Linked DNA regions of Mus musculus: regions 1 and 3 are each linked to region 2. The links are chromatin contacts, called in public HiChIP or PLAC-seq and promoter capture Hi-C maps. All regions are on one chromosome and are shown on one strand. Each heading gives the region's core, a stretch centred on a gene start, on an enhancer-like site or on the middle of the called end of the contact. The rest is flanking DNA. Distances are from core to core; before and after follow the strand shown. Region 1 holds the start of Cldn3 (claudin 3). Region 2 holds the start of Tbl2 (transducin (beta)-like 2). Region 3 has its middle 4.7 kb from the start of Cldn4.

What was found. Promoter capture Hi-C pulls out the DNA fragments that hold promoters and counts their contacts. HiChIP or PLAC-seq counts read pairs in DNA pulled down with a chosen protein or histone mark.
Region 1: a contact with region 2 is called in a promoter capture Hi-C map of liver, with 2.7 times the contacts expected there. The contact joins the promoter of Cldn3 here to the promoter of Tbl2 in region 2. A contact is called at or near these places in 4 of 39 promoter capture datasets (embryonic stem cells, liver and stem cell-derived epiblast-like cells), 1 of 115 datasets of contacts at active chromatin or transcription factors (pancreatic cancer cells) and 1 of 9 other capture datasets (adipose tissue).
Region 3: a contact with region 2 is called in a FOXA1 HiChIP or PLAC-seq map of pancreatic cancer cells. The contact joins the enhancer-like site here to the promoter of Tbl2 in region 2. A contact is called at or near these places in 2 of 484 Hi-C or Micro-C datasets (both in embryonic stem cells), 3 of 115 datasets of contacts at active chromatin or transcription factors (embryonic stem cells, memory CD8 T cells and pancreatic cancer cells) and 2 of 9 other capture datasets (adipose tissue and liver).

The regions. Positions count from the first base shown.
Region 1 is chr5:134,984,831-134,988,736 of GRCm38.p6, forward strand. Cldn3 (claudin 3) reads left to right here and starts at 1,384. Exons shown (of 1, transcript NM_009902.4): 1 at 1,384-2,646. The coding sequence starts at 1,615. The coding sequence ends at 2,274. Wbscr25 (Williams Beuren syndrome chromosome region 25 (human)) reads right to left here. Exons shown (of 5, transcript NR_026907.1): 5 at 2,603-2,760.
Region 2 is chr5:135,147,800-135,151,691 of GRCm38.p6, forward strand. Tbl2 (transducin (beta)-like 2) reads left to right here and starts at 1,887. Exons shown (of 7, transcript NM_013763.3): 1 at 1,887-2,065. The coding sequence starts at 1,939.
Region 3 is chr5:134,949,791-134,953,471 of GRCm38.p6, forward strand. No RefSeq gene overlaps it. Among named protein-coding and RNA genes, the nearest start is that of Cldn4, 4.7 kb to the left of the region's middle. Within about 2 kb of position 1,846, at least 104 of the 459 cell types and tissues checked have an H3K27ac peak or open chromatin away from gene starts, as enhancers often do. A contact at or near this core is called in memory CD8 T cells and pancreatic cancer cells, where this site is marked.

The sequences.
Region 1 (3,906 bases), core at 134-2,633, 160 kb before region 2:
AGCCACTGAGCTCCATCTCCAGCCTCTGAAACTATGAAGCGAGGTCAGTGAGCTATGCGGAGAGCTGTAGGAGTGTCTCATGGAGAAAGGACCCCAAGCACGGGTCCTCGAAGAGGATGTATAGGAAACTAAACCAAAAGAGCTGTATCCTAGCTGAGGTGAAGGGAAGAGGCAACGGGAGAAGTCGGAGCATGCGCCACCCCAAGGTGTGCGGCAGGGGAGTCAGTGTCCGGAGGCAAAAGGAATTGGTGTTTTGGGGGCTTTTTTGGTGTTACTTTGTAGCTTGTTTGAGCCAGGGTCTCATGTAGCCCATCTGGCTTTGAATTCTCCGTGTCGCCAAGATGGTCTTGAACTCCTGCCTGCCTCCACTTTCCCAAGCTCTGGGACTACAGGCATGGCATGCTGCACAGGGCTTCTGCACAGGAGTTGTGAGACACAGTTTCGCTGTATCTGGCCTTGAACTCACAGCTGTCTGCTTGCCTCAGCCTCAGGCAGGAGCCAACACACCTGGCTAGACGTCTTTTTTTTTTCTCATGTGTATCAAATCTCTTTCCCACTGTTCACTCACCCTGGTACTCACTCTGCCCCGCCCCCACCCCCAAAGGAAAGAAAACAAGACTCCATCTAGAGAACCTCCGTGGGGGAAAGCAGCTTCTAGGTGGGCGGGCATTTGAGCTAAGCCATGTAGGCTTGCCACCAGCCCAGGTCACATGAGGGTGCTGGACAAGAATTTGAACTCAACACCGGTCCCTGAGGTGCAGAGTGGGCTCTGCAGGTGGTCGTTGTCCCTGGTTTCAGAGTTCTGTATATCAGGTTGCACTTGGACAAGGCCAGAGTGCTTGTGTCAAAGCCTGAGGGACTTGGAGCAGGTGCTACAATTCCATCCACCTACGGCGACAAACAGCCTCAGCCACGCCCCCACCTAGGTCCTCCCAGTCCGGGTTGTCCAGAGGAATTGGCCGCGCCTCCATCCTACGCCTCCCGCGCTAAAGAAGACGGAGGTGGGGGACAAGAGAGTCAAGCAGTTTACAATTGGTGATTTGCACTTCAAATCCTTGAAGCGCCCCTCCCACTCTGTATAGCTCTAGAGAATTCGTTATGCTTAAGGAGCTTGGGGAGGTTGGGAAGGGAGGGAGCTTAGACGACCCCGCCCTCCTTCGATACACACTCTCCCACCCCACCCCCACCCCCGCCACACACAACACATACACTTCAGCATTGAGGTTCTAGCCAAATCCTTTCTCCTATGGTGAAGGGGGTTGGGGAGGACGGACCGGACTGGACGGGACACACGTCACTGTCCCCTGGGCCAGAAGAGCGAGCTCCACCCTCCTCCTCTAGGCACCAAGCTAAGTCCAACCCACCCCATCCCAGAGCCAACCCAGTCTCAGAAGCCAGTCTCCAAAGCCACAGGCAGGTGCAGGGGCAGTCTCTGTGCGAGCCCCAGGAGAGGAGCCGTTAAGCGCGCTCCGTCCTTTGCCACCCACCCGTCGTTCCCGGCGACAGACGTCCGTCAGTTTTCGAAGGGCAGTTGATTCCCAGGTCCAGCGGCCGCGATCCCTGGTCTCCCAGTCCCCTGAGCTGCCCGGCCGAGCCGGTTCAAGTCCAGCAGCCATGTCCATGGGCCTGGAGATCACCGGCACGTCGCTGGCCGTGCTGGGCTGGCTGTGCACCATCGTGTGCTGCGCCCTTCCCATGTGGCGCGTTTCGGCCTTCATCGGCAGCAGCATCATCACGGCGCAGATCACCTGGGAGGGCCTGTGGATGAACTGCGTGGTGCAGAGCACCGGTCAGATGCAGTGCAAAATGTACGACTCGCTGCTGGCCCTGCCGCAGGACCTGCAGGCCGCCCGAGCCCTCATCGTGGTGTCCATCCTGCTGGCCGCCTTCGGGCTCCTCGTGGCGCTCGTGGGCGCCCAGTGTACCAACTGCGTACAAGACGAGACGGCCAAGGCCAAGATCACCATCGTGGCGGGAGTGCTTTTCCTGTTGGCGGCTCTGCTCACCTTAGTACCGGTGTCCTGGTCGGCCAACACCATCATCAGGGATTTCTATAACCCGTTGGTGCCCGAGGCCCAGAAGCGGGAGATGGGAGCTGGGTTGTACGTGGGCTGGGCTGCCGCCGCGCTGCAGTTGCTAGGGGGCGCCTTGCTGTGTTGCTCCTGCCCACCGCGCGACAAGTATGCACCCACCAAGATCCTCTATTCTGCGCCGCGATCCACCGGCCCTGGCACCGGTACCGGCACCGCCTACGACCGCAAGGACTACGTCTGAGGGGCCGGGTGCACGCAGACCGTACCGTCACCACTACCAGCAGTCGATGAACCCCACCCGTCCAGCGTGCAGCCTCGCGTCTGAGACCACCCCACCTTCCAGATGGTGACAGACGACACACAGTCTGCTTGCTAGGCTGGAAGAGGACAGACAGGCTGGCATCTCCCCTTCTCCGGCTGCCACCTGACTACCGGGCCTAGGAACTGTCCAAGCCGAATGGACAAAGAAACCTCGCCCTTCCCAAGAACTGGGCTGGGGTGGCCACTGCAGCTACTTGCCAGCCCCGCAGAAGCTCACAGTGGGCAGAGACAGGCAAACCATGAAACGGGCCATTTCATATTTTTCAATAAAAGTCTTTCGTTTTTTGCAGTCGCTGGAGCTTCCTTATCCTGAACGCCACCGCACAGGCTACCACCTCCCCTACGGGGCACCTGCTGGGGACTGTCCCTCGAATAGCCCTCATCACGGGCAGCGAGCTTTAAACAGCTTCACAGGTTGAGTAAGGAGAAAGTGGGGGTACACATGAGTTTTTGTGCTCACTAGGTGGGTAACACTTGGGAGATATCCCAGCACTGATCTCCACAGACCCTATGGCGAGCGAGGTTTATCTAGCAATCCAGCCAGAGGGCGTATGAGGAACTCTGCTGGAGAGGGGCAAGGGGAAGAACACAGGGACTCTTCTCTGGGACAGCCTAGTTGGTTTGTGCTTGTATCCACAGCCTTGCTCCGGGCATTTGGGGTAGCTGATGTGCAAGCTAAAGAATTACATTCTCTACCGAGATTTCATATTTGGAGACGTGGAACAAAAAGACCTATTGTTCAGACCAAATGCCTCACCTAAAGGACTGCCATTCAGACAGACGGTGGGGATGTGGCTCAGTGGTAGGACACTTGTGTAGCATGCATGGGGCTTGGGTTCCATTCCCAGCACTGGGAGTGTTGGGGGACACCTAAAAGGGACATTTGGCAAAGTCTTCTGACTTGGAGGTGGAGAGATGAGGGGAAAGGCCACCCCACCTTCTTCCCAGTGCCCTCAAGGGAGGGAGGGACCCAGCTTTAAACAATATTGAGACTGGAGGCACCTCTTGGACAAGGTAAAGGGAACTGAGGCGGGGCTCTTGGAGGGGGACAGGTCCCTGGCTTCCTAGGCTTTAAAAGGGTGACATCGTCTGGAAAGTGTAGGTGGAAATGTAGTTCAAGGTTGGCCTCTCTAACACTTAGAAATTTCTTTTCTCTTTCCTTTCCTTTTTTCTTTTCTTTCCTTTCCCTTTTTCTTTCCTTTCCTTTCCTTTTTCCTTTCCTTTCCTTTCCTTTCTTCTTTTCCTCTTCTTTTCTTTTCTTTTCTTTTCTTTTCTTTTCTTTTCTTTTCTCCTTTGAGACAGGGTTTCTCTGTGTAGCCCTGGCTGTCCTGGAACTCACTCTGTAGACCAGGCTGGCCTCAAACTTTCAGAGATCCGCCTGCCTCTCTGCCTCCCTAGTGCTAGGGTTAAGGGTGTGTGTCACCACTGACCAACTTCATTTTTCTTTATTTTCCTTTTCTTTTCTCTCTTTCTCTTTCGTTTGTTTGTTTGTTTGTTTGTTGACAGAGTCTCTCTACAGAGCCCTGGCTGTTTTGGAACTCATGTAGACCAG
Region 2 (3,892 bases), core at 637-3,136:
TCTGGCCTCCATACATGTGCTCTCGAGTGCGTGTGCACACGCACACACATCTGAACACATGTAAACTCACACTCATGTATGACATACACACATATATATGTACATATGAAAACACATTTTCTTTTGGAAGTCTCACTGTGTAGCTTTCTCTGGCCTGGAGTATGCTTGAGTACACCAGACTGGCCACAGATTCAAAAGCAATCCACCTGTCTCTGCTTCCCAAGTGCCGGGATTAAAGGAATATGCCCCCACAATTGGTGTAAAACACATACATACTCACAACCTTTTCAGGGACTAGATAATAGCCTCCATTGTAGAGCAGCTGCTTAGCATAATGATTGTCCAAGATTCAATCTCTAGCATGGCCAAAACGTAATTATATCTTTTTCGACATCCCTTTCTCTCTTCAGGCCACCCCCAAATCTAGGTACTTATCACCTCCCTGGAGGATTTTTGCAGCAACTTCCAGTTTATTTTGTAGTTGTTGTTGTGCGTCTCACATAGCTCAGCTTGCCCTGGAACTCGAAATGTATTCTAAGAAAACCTTGAATTTCTGATCTTCCTGCCTCCTACTCCCAAGTGTGGAATTATAGGCTATTACTACTACACCGGGTTTATGGGTTGCTGAAGGAACTCAGCTTTCTGCAAGCTAGTCAAATACTCTTCCAATGGAGTTACATCCCTAGCCACAACATGATTGTAAGTTTTGGTTTTGTTGTTTCTCTCCGCATCGCTGGGGAATCGAACCCACGTTCTTGTACAGAATTAATAAGTGATCTCCCTGGTTTGCTTTCTACCTTCAGTCTTTGTTCAAAATACTCCATGGATTTTGCTCCGGGCCTTCCTATGATAACTAGCGTGGTCTGATGAAACCAGTGTTCTAGGATCTCCAGTTCTTTCCGACCTTTCTAGCCGTTTCTTTTTCTAATATTCACAACCTCTCCACGACACCCTCGCTTTGGGCTTTGCGAGGCTGTCCCATACCAACGGACAGGGCATCTCTCTTCCCCAGCAGCGAAAGCACGGGTCAAATGGGAATAAGAACCTCTGCCCTGCCCCTTGGAAGGATCCAGTTTGGCGATGCTGCAATAAAACTTCTAATAAACGATCAAGATGAGGTGAGAGCTGGACCGTCTGAGTCCGCTACCGAAAAACTTCTTGCAGACAGCTTCAATCAAAGCTGTTCACCGTTGGGCCCCGCCCCTCAAAAACCAGTCCAATAGCCAGGCCTTGCCTCTTCAGGTCAAAAGCTAAGCCCCGCCCCTCATAAACTCAGACGGAAGACCCGGCCCCAAGGGGGATTCAAAAATCCAGGCCCCACCTCTCAGAGCACGTGAGCACTCAAACGCGCGAGGTTCCGCCTCCAGCACGAGCAGCTAAGTCCCGCCCCTCAGGTCGTGTCAACGGCCAGGTCTTGCTCCTCCTAACACTCAGACTACCAGTTCTTCCACCCCAAAAGACGAAAACCGTCAAGATTGGCTCCTCACGACGCCCCAAAGGCCAATCGCCGCTCCACAGTACTTGCAACTGTCCCCAGTCCCTCCAAGCGCGCCAACGGACAGGCCCTGCCCCACAGGGAACGGAACCTTCTGGCCCGCCCCTCGAGGCGCGCACGTCCCAGGCTCCGCCCTTATAGAGTTCCAACTGCCAGGCCCCGCCTCACAGCGCCCGCTAACGGCCAGGCCCCGCCCTCAAGGCGCTCAAGAGGCCAACCTCCGCCCTGCAGAGCGCTCCAACGGCCAGGTCGCTTCCCATAGGGCATCGTAACGACTAGGTCCCGCCTTCCGAGGTGCGCTTGGGACCAAGCCACGCCCCAAAGAGGCCAACGCTGGCCAGCCCCGCCCCTCGAGGCGCGCCAACTGTCCTCCCCCGCCCCCTCGTGCGCCGAGACGTGAGGACGCCGGCGTCGTAGGCTGAGGTGGCAGCTGTCCCGCAGTCATGGAGCTGCCGCAGATGCCGGAGCTGATGGGGTTGTCCCTCCTGGTGGGTCTGCTGGCCTTGGTGGCCACGGCGGCTGTGGCGCGGGGCTGGCTGCGGGCCGAGGAGAAGCCCAGCCAGCCCGTCTGTAAGTATACCGGGTCGGGTGGCGGTGACTCTGGGGACTTTGCTCCCGGCCGCCGCGTGGTACGAGGAGCGTGGAGAGTCACGGACCTCAGTTTCCCTGGTTGTGAGATGAACTTTCCCGTGTAGGTTTCGGGTTGCAGGTGCACCCCAGGGACAAGATTCTTTGGAACCTGGGAGCTGCGCTGCTACGTGGTCGGTGACTTTTCCTGGGACACCTCCCACCACCACCACCACCTATGTCCCCGGAGCTGCTACGAAAGCTCAGTCAGACCCCAGGTTTGCTATGTGTTCGTGTTCTTAGAAAATGGGGGTCATTTGAAAATACTCTTCAGCCAACTCTGACCGGCAGGAACGTTTTCTGAACTCCTGTTACCTATACCTAGCTTCGAGGTCTTTTTAATACGTTCAGTAACCGAGAAGCTTGTAAAAGTGTGGTCTACACTGTAGATCTAAATTGTAAGCATCTGAAAAGGCAAGCGAAATAGACATTGTATTAAATTTCACAAAGGAGTTAATACTATAAAAGGATCGAGAGTATGAATGGTCTTGCTGCTTTTATTTATTTATTTTTTAGGGAATAAAAGTTGGGGATTCCGGGAACTCTTCAGAGAGGGTAGGGAACCCATTGTGAGTTTCTGAGACATGGTTTCACAATGTTGTCCAAACTGGCCTTGAGCTCTGGTTATTACTGCCTCAGTCTCGGGAGCATTGGAGTATACAAGTGTGTGTGTGCTCCCCATACCTAGCCTTGTGAGGTGCTGGGTAGGTGAAACCCAGAGGCTCAAGCAAGTGCTGTTCCACGGATCTACACCCCCAAATCTGTGATGTGAGTTGTTCAGGGATGCCAGTGTAGGATTTTGCCTGGGAGGCCAAGGAAGAAAGAAGGTTCTTTTGTTTGTTTTGTTTTTTCGGGACAGGGTTTTTTTTTTTTGTTGTTGTTGTTGTTGTTGGGTTTTTTTGTTTGTTTGTTTTTGTTTTGGTTTTGGTTTTTTGGTTTTTCGAGACAGGGTTTCTCTGTGTAGCCCTGGCTGTCCTGAAACTCACTTTGTAGACCAGGCTGGCCTCGAACTCAGAAATCCACCTGCCTCTGCCTCCCAAGTGCTGGGATTAAAGGCGTGCGCCACCATCGCCCTGCAAGAAAGACAGTTCTATCAGCAGCAAAACTCAAGAAGACAAGGGATTCCAGAAACACTTGGAGGCTGCTTGGACATGGTGCGGCCATAGACCGCCTGCCTAGGATTCCCCTAGTGAGGGGTCAGGAACAGAGCTCAGGGTTAGAACTCTTGCCTGTGATACCGGAGGCACTGCATTTTATCCCAGTGCTGAAAGAATAGCAGTCCAGCATCTGGTTTAACGCTGAAGGTCACCATGAGCAAGTTCAATAATAAGTTTTAATTCCTGTAAGAATTAGGGAGCATCTACTGCTACCTAACACGTGTCAGCTTGGTGTGTAAACCTAGTTCTCCAAGATATGCTTTCATTTTAATTAACTATTTTTTTTTTTTTTGAGACAGGTTTTCTATATATAGCCCTGGCTGTCAAAGACCCACCCACTTCCCAAGTGCTAGGGTTAAAGGCATATGCCACCACTGCTCTGCTTTCTCTCTTTTAAAAATTTTTTTTCCTGCATATGAGTTCACTGTAGCTGTCTTCAGACACACCAGAAGAGGGCATCAGATCCCATTACAGATAGTTTTGAGCCACCATGTGGTTGCTGGGATTTGAACTCAAGACCTCTGGAAGAACAGTCAGTGCTCTTAACCACTGAGCCATCTCTCCAGCCCCCGCCCCCCTTTCTCTCTTTTGTGCATGTGTGAGAGAGAGAGAG
Region 3 (3,681 bases), core at 596-3,095, 200 kb before region 2:
GGAGGCTCAGGAAGCCTAAGGCAATGTCTTATCAAGTTAAATGCTCAAGCTAGGCGTGGAGGCAAACTCCTATAAACTCAGCATTCCCAAGGAGAGGCGGGAGGGCTATCATAAATTCAAGGCCAGCCTGGGCTACTTGTCTAAACAATATTCCAAAAAAATAAAGTTCTCTTGATATGAGGGGTAATTCTAGTCCTGGGTAAGCTGAAGCAAGTTGAGACAGGCTGTTGGGCATAACGCCATCACCATCACCAAGGCGACACATCTCCAGAGTCTCTGTATATTGCCGACACATGCTTCATACCTCCTATAAGGCCTGCACTCAGCCGGGCGGTGGTGGTGCATACCTTTAATCCCAGCACTTGGGAGGCAGAGGCAGGCAGATTTCTGAGTTCGAGGCCAGCCTGGTCTACAAAGTGAGTTCCAGGACAGCCAGGGCTACACTGAGAAACCCTGTCTCAAAAAACCAACCAACCAACAAACAAACAAACAAAAACAAAAAAACAAACAAAAAAAAGGCCTGCCCTCAAGGTTTGGCCACCACAAAGCCCTTTCACCAGACTACAAGTCTGAGACAGCTTGGGCTCATAGCAGGACTCCATATTAATCAATGAATCAATAAATAATAAAAATAAAAATTTTAAAACTTGCCGGGTGTGGTGGCACACGCCTTAATCCCAGCACTAGGGAGGCAGAGGCAGGCGGATTTCTGAGTTCGAGGCCAGCCTGGTCTACAAAGTGAGTTCCAGGACAGCCAGGACTATACAGAGAAACCCTGTCTCGGAAAAACAAAAACAAAAAAACAAAAAAAACTTAAGGGCTAGGGATATACTTCAGTTGGTATCATGCTTACACATCATACATGATCCCTAGGTTCCATCCATGGCCCCACATAGACTAAACATGTGGGGCACAATTGTAACCCCAGAACCCAAAGGTGGAAGCAACAAGATCAGACATTCCAGGACAGTGTGGGGACCACATAAGATAGATGTCTTCAAAATCAACAAGACTGGGCATGATGGCGCATGCCTTTAATCCTAGAACTCAGGAGGAAGAGGTAGAAACAAGAAAAGAAAAGGGGGAAAGGAAAAAGAGAGGAAGAGAGACAGAAACGAGAGGAGAAGAGAAAGAGAAGAAAAGATGGGTGTGTAATCCATCTGTAATCCCAGCACTCAGGAGACAGAGGCGGGAGAGTCATGGAAGGCAGAGAGCAGGTGGGAAGGTCTCCATTAGGGAGTCCTGCACAAGCCAGAGGCAAGACCCTACCTCAAAAACAAACATACAAAAGCAAGTTCAGTGTTCAGGACTTGCACTTAGTAGGTGTGTGGAGGACGTGTGATTCAGGGTGCACTGGGCATCTCCTGTTCTCTAGCCACCTTCCTGCTCCTCCCCCAGGCGGGAACAGCTCAGCAACATAAACAGGGACAGTTTCAGCCTGGACCACGCCTTCCCTGGACTTTCCATACAAGGTTCTGAAGACTCTCAGAAGGCTGCCGACTCAATCCTAACAGATAAGCAGCAGCGCAAACCAGAAGCGCTTTCCTGCCCAAGAATGACCTCATGCCAGACGCCCAGTCACTCCACAAGACCCCAGGGGCACTGGCATTAAAGAGCGAACTGAGGCCCAAGGGGAAGCCAGCGCTTGCCTTGGCCGGGTAGGGTAGCCTTAGGCAGGTTTTCCTTCCCCATTGCCCCTGCCCGAGTTACCTTACAGGAAGCATGTGGCCAGACCCCACCCCCACCCCTACCATCTTGCCCTCCACTTCAGACTTTCGCCAAATGGCACTAAGGGAGCAGGGGTGGAGGAGGGGAAGCACACAAGCCCTAAAACTTTCCACCTGTATCCTAAGTGACTAAGAGGTTCAGCCATCCACACAGGAACAGGAAATAGGAAGGGCTGTGGTGGGGGTGGGGGAACAGGTGTTCGCGGGTCCCACAGGCAGAGGTGGTCAGCCAGGGAAGGGGAGGCTGTGGAGCCAGCCAGAGGTTAGACAAACAAAGCAGAATCCTGGGACAACATCCAGATCTCGACAGACAGGCGGTAGCTGGGCGAGACTGGAGGACATTTGATGGATCGCCGAGTCAGGTAGTGATGTTCCGCACACCCCGCCTGCCCCCGTACCCCGCCTGCCGTAGAGCAAAGCACCTGCTGGCCCAGGAAACCTTCCTGCAGCCTCCATGGCTCCCTGAACAGTAAAGTGGAGAAAACAAAAAATTCACCTCCACCCGCCCCACTCCGTGTGCCTGCCCTGATGCAGATGGCATGCAAGCCTTCCTCATGTGTCTGCAATTTGTGGGATGTGGGATGCAGATTGGTGTGTGTGTGTGTGTGTGTGTGTGTGTGTGTGTGTGTGCATGTTATGCTGTATGTATGTTATGTGTGTGCAGTGTGTGTGTGTATATGTGTGTGGTGTGGTGAATGTGTGATGTGTATGTGGTGTGTATGTGTGTGGTGTGTTTAGTGTGTGTATGTGTGTGGTGTGTATAGTGTGTATGGGTGTTGTGTGCATAGTGTGTATGTGGTGGGTGGGTGGGTTTGGTATGTATATGTGTGTGGTATGTGTGGTGTGTAGGTATGGTGAGAGAGAGAGAAAGAGAGAGAGAGAGAGGCTGACGGACTCTTGCTGACCCTCGAGCTCACCATTTGGCCAGGTTGGCTAAACAACAAGCCCCGAATCCTCTGCCTCCACCTTCCCAGTGCTGGAACTACAGGTCCCCCTAACTCAGCGCCTCTTGTTTGTGCAGCAAGCACTTTACCCCCTGAGCCAGCTCCTCAACCCAAGAGCTACCCTTGGTTCTGAGCCTAGGTACCGGCAGCCCTAACAAGGGGGAGGGGAACGTATCCTCAAAACCCCAAGGAAAGGGACAACAGTGACTAGCAGAGAAAGGAGATGTCCTTAGTGTAGCCACCCTGTGAAGAGTAACAGAGAGATCTGCTGACACCCCTGAAAGTTCACCCTTGGGGTCCAGATAAGAGGTTTAGCTTTGAATACAGGACAAGAGACAGGCAGAGCTGCAAGGGTCCCATACTGTTCAATACAGGGCCAAGCAGTCAGGCTTGGGCCCACCATCACCCACCCATCATCCTCTCAACTGAAAGTTGTCAACACCTTGTGACAACTTTCCAGGGGAGGCAAACTTCCCCTCTGGCTGGCGCCAGGCTTCAGCCTTTTTCTTCCTTCAACATGAGACTCCTGGTGAATTCCAGTGTCTTAGGAGCCATTGTTCTAGCAGAATGATGGGCAAAGGGTGGGACACAGGTGTGTGTTTAGAATGCTCTCATTCCTGCCAGGGCCCTTTACACGTTCACTGTCTTTTTCATAGCAGAGACTACAATGCCTGTGCAGGTGGATACATAGTATCCAAGCTGGCTTTCCTCAGGGGTAGCACGCTCCTCTAACCCCACCACCACCACCACCACAGCCATCCTGGAGCATATGGTGAACCATCGGCTAGCTCACCAACCTCGCTGTATCTGTTTCTATAGATACAGACGTGAGCCTGACAACCAAGAGGAGGAAGGAGGGAGAAAGTGTTCAAATGATTCCAGCCTCCCCAGCCGTGCATCCCAGTGTGTCACGTCGTAAGCAGGTGGGGGAGGGTGAGAAACAGAGAAAAGAGATTTAACCATCGTCAGGTTCATCTTCAGAGCAGTGACCTGAGCATCAACTTTAGAAA